2 separate regions of the Mus musculus genome follow, and region 1 is linked to region 2. Evidence: chromatin contacts called from public HiChIP or PLAC-seq data. All regions are on one chromosome and are shown on one strand. Each heading gives the region's core, a stretch centred on a gene start, on an enhancer-like site or on the middle of the called end of the contact. The rest is flanking DNA. Distances are from core to core; before and after follow the strand shown. Region 1 overlaps Gsta3 (glutathione S-transferase, alpha 3). Region 2 holds the start of Efhc1 (EF-hand domain (C-terminal) containing 1).

The links. HiChIP or PLAC-seq counts read pairs in DNA pulled down with a chosen protein or histone mark.
Region 1: an H3K27ac HiChIP or PLAC-seq map of embryonic stem cells shows a contact between it and region 2, with 10 read pairs. The contact joins the enhancer-like site here to the promoter of Efhc1 in region 2. A contact is called at or near these places in 17 of 39 promoter capture datasets (the 3T3-L1 cell line, 3T3-L1-derived adipocytes, the C10 cell line and 11 more), 1 of 15 datasets of contacts at CTCF or cohesin (large pre-B cells), 26 of 484 Hi-C or Micro-C datasets (B cells, the C2C12 cell line, CD4 T cells and 16 more) and 8 of 115 datasets of contacts at active chromatin or transcription factors (astrocytes, embryonic stem cells and extraembryonic endoderm stem cells).

Annotation. Positions count from the first base shown.
Region 1 is chr1:21,258,734-21,261,433 of GRCm38.p6, forward strand. Gsta3 (glutathione S-transferase, alpha 3) reads left to right here. Exons shown (of 7, transcript NM_010356.4): 4 at 115-247; 5 at 1,315-1,456. All of the region lies in intron 1 of Gm28836 (a long non-coding RNA gene), which reads right to left. Among named protein-coding and RNA genes, the nearest start is that of Gm28836, 12 kb to the right of the region's middle. Within about 2 kb of position 1,393, at least 5 of the 459 cell types and tissues checked have an H3K27ac peak or open chromatin away from gene starts, as enhancers often do. A contact at or near this core is called in embryonic stem cells, where this site is marked.
Region 2 is chr1:20,950,279-20,953,044 of GRCm38.p6, forward strand. It overlaps Efhc1 (EF-hand domain (C-terminal) containing 1), which reads left to right and starts at 1,348. Exons shown (of 11, transcript NM_027974.1): 1 at 1,348-1,518. The coding sequence starts at 1,456. All of the region lies in intron 1 of Gm51618 (a long non-coding RNA gene), which reads right to left.

The DNA.
Region 1 (2,700 bases), core at 143-2,642, 310 kb after region 2:
TTACCTAGTAATTTGTTTCTAAATTTTCAGCCATCTGATTAAATATTTTGTTTTGAATGTATCTAACCATAGATTTTACGACTTATTCTCCTTTCTCTTTGTTTCGTCCAATAGATGGGAGTCTGATGTTCCAGCAAGTGCCCATGGTAGAGATCGACGGGATGAAACTGGTGCAGACCAAAGCCATTCTCAACTACATTGCCTCCAAATACAACCTCTATGGGAAGGACATGAAGGAGAGAGCCATGTATGGTAGACTTTCTCTGGAAAAGATTTTTTCCTTTCTTGAGTGAACAGAACTATAGCAAGGGATTCATGAACACAGTGGGGTTGTGTGCTTGGATATACATACACTGACATCAGTTAGGGGAATGCCATGGAGATGGAGGAAGAATATAAGGGGTTAAAGATGTATCGTTGTAGAATAGGAGATATTGGAATCCTGTTTCCATAAAATTTGTTTAATCTTTAGAAGCAATATTCTAGTCAATATAACTTTGGACAAAGGCCAAGTCTTTAACTAACAATAAAGAGAGGTATCCAAAGAGCTGACCTTCTAGTTCTGGCCATTATAAGACATATAACAGTAACCATGACCCTCGGTTACCATCTAAATCTACATATAGTCAGCCTGCTTGTAAGTCATAGAGTCTGGTGCAGAGACACAAGGGTTGCATGGTACACGGTGCTTTTCATGGGAACTGAATGAGGGTTTTTTGAAGCTGCCAAGACTAATCATCAGATCTCCTCTCTCTATGCTACATCCACTCCATTCAAACAGAAGACTTCTGTGGAACTGTGGATTATTTCTCAAAAGTTAAACATCAAGCCACCAATAACCTAGCAGTTCCTTTACTAGACACATACGTAAGAGACATGGAAATATATGCTCAGGAATAATTGCACAGGAATGTGCAAAGATGTGCCAGTTATAGTGTTAAAAAAAGTGAGCCAAGTGTTCACCAAAGCCTGAATGCAAAGAAGAACATTGCTTGCTAGACATTCAAGTCATTCAAAGTGGAATGCCACTGGATGTGATGGCATTTGCCTTTAATCCCTGAGCTCAGTGACAAAGGCAGGCAAACTGCTGAGAGTTTAAGGCCAATCTGTAAACTCAGCCAGAGCTACATAGAGAAACTCTGTATACATTTTGAAAAGTCCAAAAGGATTGCTAATCTGCAAGTAAAAATCAAATTACTACTACTGACTCCAAAGCCCCATCAGAGGTAAACAACTTTACCACCGCCGTTTGAGTCTTTTAAGTATGAAACCCCAGGTAAGGGAGCTTTGGCCGAATGTTTGTCTGTCTTTCAGCATTGACATGTACACAGAAGGAGTGGCGGATCTGGAGATAATGATTCTCTATTACCCCCACATGCCCCCTGAGGAGAAAGAGGCAAGCCTTGCCAAGATCAAGGAACAAACCAGGAACCGTTACTTCCCTGCCTTTGAAAAGGTGAGTGGAAGCTGACAGAACTTCCGTGCATTCAGAAGGTCTAAAAGTCCTCAAGGGCACTGGGCGTGGTGGTGCACGCCTTTAGTCCCAGCACTTGGGAGGCAGAGGCAGGTGGATTTCTGAGTTCGAGGCCAGCCTGGTCTACAGAGTGAGTTCCAGGACAGCCGAGGGCTACACAGAGAAACCCTGTCTCGAAAAACAAAAACAAAACAAAACGAAAGTCCTCAGGGGACATGTGGCCAACTAAAGTTGCTATAAGAGAAATGCGGAGCCTGTTAAAACATGTTATGAAGCATAACATCAGGACCCTGCAGATTGGTGCCTGTCTGGACTGGCTCCTTGGTTCATGGATGCTTGCCTTCTTTCTGTGTCTTCAATTGCAGGTGGTGTATGGGAGGTCTCTGGAATCCCCCTTGTAGGGAGCGGGGATGCCATTCATGAGCACTTAGCCCACAGTTAATCTATTCCCTTCTCAAGGGTCCTACTTACTAGCAGCATCATGCTGTGGGCTGGGGTTCTCTGCATCTTGATTTTGGGCAGGGCAGACACAGATCCTCAGTCACAACAGAGGAAGAATATGTTCTTGGGTTGTTAGTCTTTGCTTCCAGAACGGGCTTCATTATTGTAAATTCAGCACCTAAACGTTGGAGGTGTTGTGTAAACGTGGAGTGTGAAGACCCATTGGGATAGTTATAGCAGAGAGTAACAGTTCATTTTTTTCAAAAATTTTTGTTGTGCTGTGACCCACCCTAGAGTTTTTCTGAAAGATTTCACAGTCACAATTAGAACTTGGGGTATGTGAACCTCCAAGCCACACTAGGGGCTGCTCTTGATTAAACAGAATACTGCCATCTTTTGACTCGAGAGCATCACAATGAAAGCAATACCAGAAAATATTCTGCCCCTGATATACGGAGGTTTGAAACAGGTGGGCCATCAGAAGAATATTGTTCTGTTTCGGGATAGATTTGAAGTATCTACACAATACTGACAAGAGGCATGGGAGGGAAGAGGCAGGGCAGAGATGTGAAGGAAAAAATTGCCAGAATTAACAACATGGCTCTCAAGTTTTTAAAAAGAAAGTTATACAAAATAAAAGAATAAGTTCTGCCTTTACACATGTATATGTGTTTGTTGTATATATACATCTTCTTGAGAAGTCCATTTACAAATGAAGAGGCCATGTTTCAGAATTGAACTACGAAAGGTCAAACTGAACATAAGAAATAATTGTAAGCACGTGA
Region 2 (2,766 bases), core at 98-2,597:
TCTCATGGGCAGCAAAGGCAAGATAACTTTGGTAGCTAGAACCTTCCCAGCCCCAATTAAGCTTGTATAATATTTGAACAAAGTCACTGGAGTGAGCTAGCGGGATGCCAGCCTTTTCCAAGAAGGATGAACCCTCTTGCCCCTTCAGAAAATGAAGGCTTAGCATCTTGGTAAGCTTCTCTATTTACTTCGGCACCTACAGCCAACATCAATCAATGTGTTTATTCATTCCATCAGTTCTGCTCCTCTAGGGAACCCTGACTAATGCAGCTGCCATCTTAACTGGTGGCAGCAAATGACCCATGATACTCTCCCTCAGGCTTACTACTCTACCGTTTCTCTAAATTCCTAGGTCAGAAAACATGTTATAAAGACCAAACTCCTAGGAAATTTGAGACATAATGGAAAAAAATCTCTGGGCATCTTAGCTTCCCTTTTATTTCCCCATGCTGACAGACTCTTGGTTTCTTTCTTTTCCTGATGATCTTTCAGGAATGGGGTCACTTTTTTTTTAAAGGAAAAAAAAAAAGTTGTCCAGAAAATGCTATACTCTGCAGTACACATGACCCTGACAATATTTCACTCCCCTGAATTACTTCTTTCTCATGACTCGGTCTCTCTTTGAAGGTTCTCTCTTCCTCTGTGGTTCTTATGTATCACTGATGCTATAGCTATAAAGCAAGGACTAAGGTAGGCGTAGGCACTCTCCAGCTTTTCAGTCAACAGATACCCAGTAAAGTTCTGAGACCTCAGCACACAATCTATAGGAATCTACGGTGGAACAGATAGCTAAGAGGGGACCAGGAAGCCGTGGAAAGACTGGGGCTTCAAATCGGATCAAGTCTGAGCAACGAAAATGCAGTCGATTATAATCTAATCCACAGCCCTTGCCTCATAATTTGATGAGTCTGAAGTATTTAGCGCTTTCACTGGGGAGCAACCACTGTACATTGTGTCTGGACTAGGACAGCAGCTCTTTCCCCAGAGAAAGGGTGCCTGAGCTCTTGGGAGGACTAACGTGGAGCAAGGAACTTCTTTGTAACAACTGATCTAAAGGGACGTGGTCCAATCCCAGACCTCACTGCGCGAGCCAAGGCCTAAGAACATCCGCTTTCTTCAGCCCACCCCTAGGTTGCATCCTCTGGGAGCCAGGAAGTGGGGGCTGAGGAGAAAGGGAAAAGTATGGGAAAGAAAGGGGGCGGAGCCGCCTCTGCCACACCCATTAGCCACGTCCTGTGGCCACTAGAGTCAGTAGTGCTGTGCGCAGGCGCAGACCTGGCCTCCGCCTCCCTTTCCCCGCCCCCTAACATCCTCCCCTCCTCCCCGCCGCTCCTCCCCTCTCTCGACTAGTGTGTTTGGCGTTACCAGGGAGTCTGGAGAGGCCCGCGAGTGCAGTTTGTTGCCAGGGTAACCCGAGCGGCAAAAGGCAACCGAGGTGGCAGCTGCAGGGCAGCGATGGGGACCAACCCGGTGCACGGCCTGCCCTTTCTCCCGGGCTCGTCCTTTACAGACTCCACGGTGAGGGCCAGCCCGAAGGGTTCTCCACTTGGCTCGCCTCTGCGCTCCTTCATTCCGCAGGCTCCGTCGTCCTCGCGCATCCCAGCCTCTGCCGATTTTGCTTGGCCTCTTGGTAGTCCACTCACCCTCCTGGGTCCTCACCGTGGCCCTGTTCTTTCTTTACTGCCCCATCTACCTGCCTTCTGGCCCGATTACCCCAGGCTGTCTCCAGGCCTCTCCCCAGCTGCACTGTAACCCTACTCAGCGCCTTCATCCTCTCCTACCGTCTCTCCACAGCAGCCTCATTCTGGATTTGTCTCACCGCTTCTGAATCCTCAGGGTCACTGCCCTTCAACCCCTTTCCTCTATGTGTATGCATCTTTTCCACGTACTCCTTTCCTGACGGGTCCCCACCCCAGTCTCTGGCCTTTTGAGTTAAGGGTCACTTTTCTCTCCAGCTACAGCCTTCCCTAGAATTGAATCCCCCACCTCCCGCCGCCCCCACATGCTGGTTTTCTTGTAGTTTTTCTCTGTAAAGCATTCTTCCTCCTCTCCTTGTATTTCTTCCGTCTCAACCATAGGAATGAACCACTTAATGTTTCTCTTTCTGTAGCCCGTGTGTGTGTACTTACACACATGATTCATTTTCAGACTGTGTGTGTGTGTGGGGGGGGAGGTTGTTGTTTTATCTTGTCTGCAGCCTAGGCTGGCCTTGAACCTGAGAACCACCTGCCTCGGCCTGCAGACTGCTTGGATTAAAGACATGCCAACACACAGGGCTCCCGTTCAGATTGCATTTTACTCCTTTGCCCCAACTGTTTATAGTCATCATCTAGATGAAATTAAATATTAAATTAAATAAAGTCCAGGGTGGCGATGCACATTCGTAATCTCAGCTTTCAGGAAGCTGAGGCATACGGGTGGCCAATTTGAGTCTAGCCTGGGCTACATAGCTAGTCACTGTCTCCAAACGACAGCAGATCCAAACCAGACAGAACAGGAGCTTCGTGAAAAGGAAGTGGCTCAGAGGATAAAGCACTTGCTGCTCTCATAAGAGGAGTGGAGTTCAGATCCTTAATACCCAAGCAAGACGCTTAGCTAGACTGACCCTTACCTGATGCAGCCTACCCATGCCAACTTTGGTCTTTCATATGTATTTCCACATACATGCAAACAGGCATGTGCATATACACTCATATCCCCCCACACACACATGCTCAGAACAAACCACCCCAACAACAACAAACACGTCCTATCATATCAAAGCCA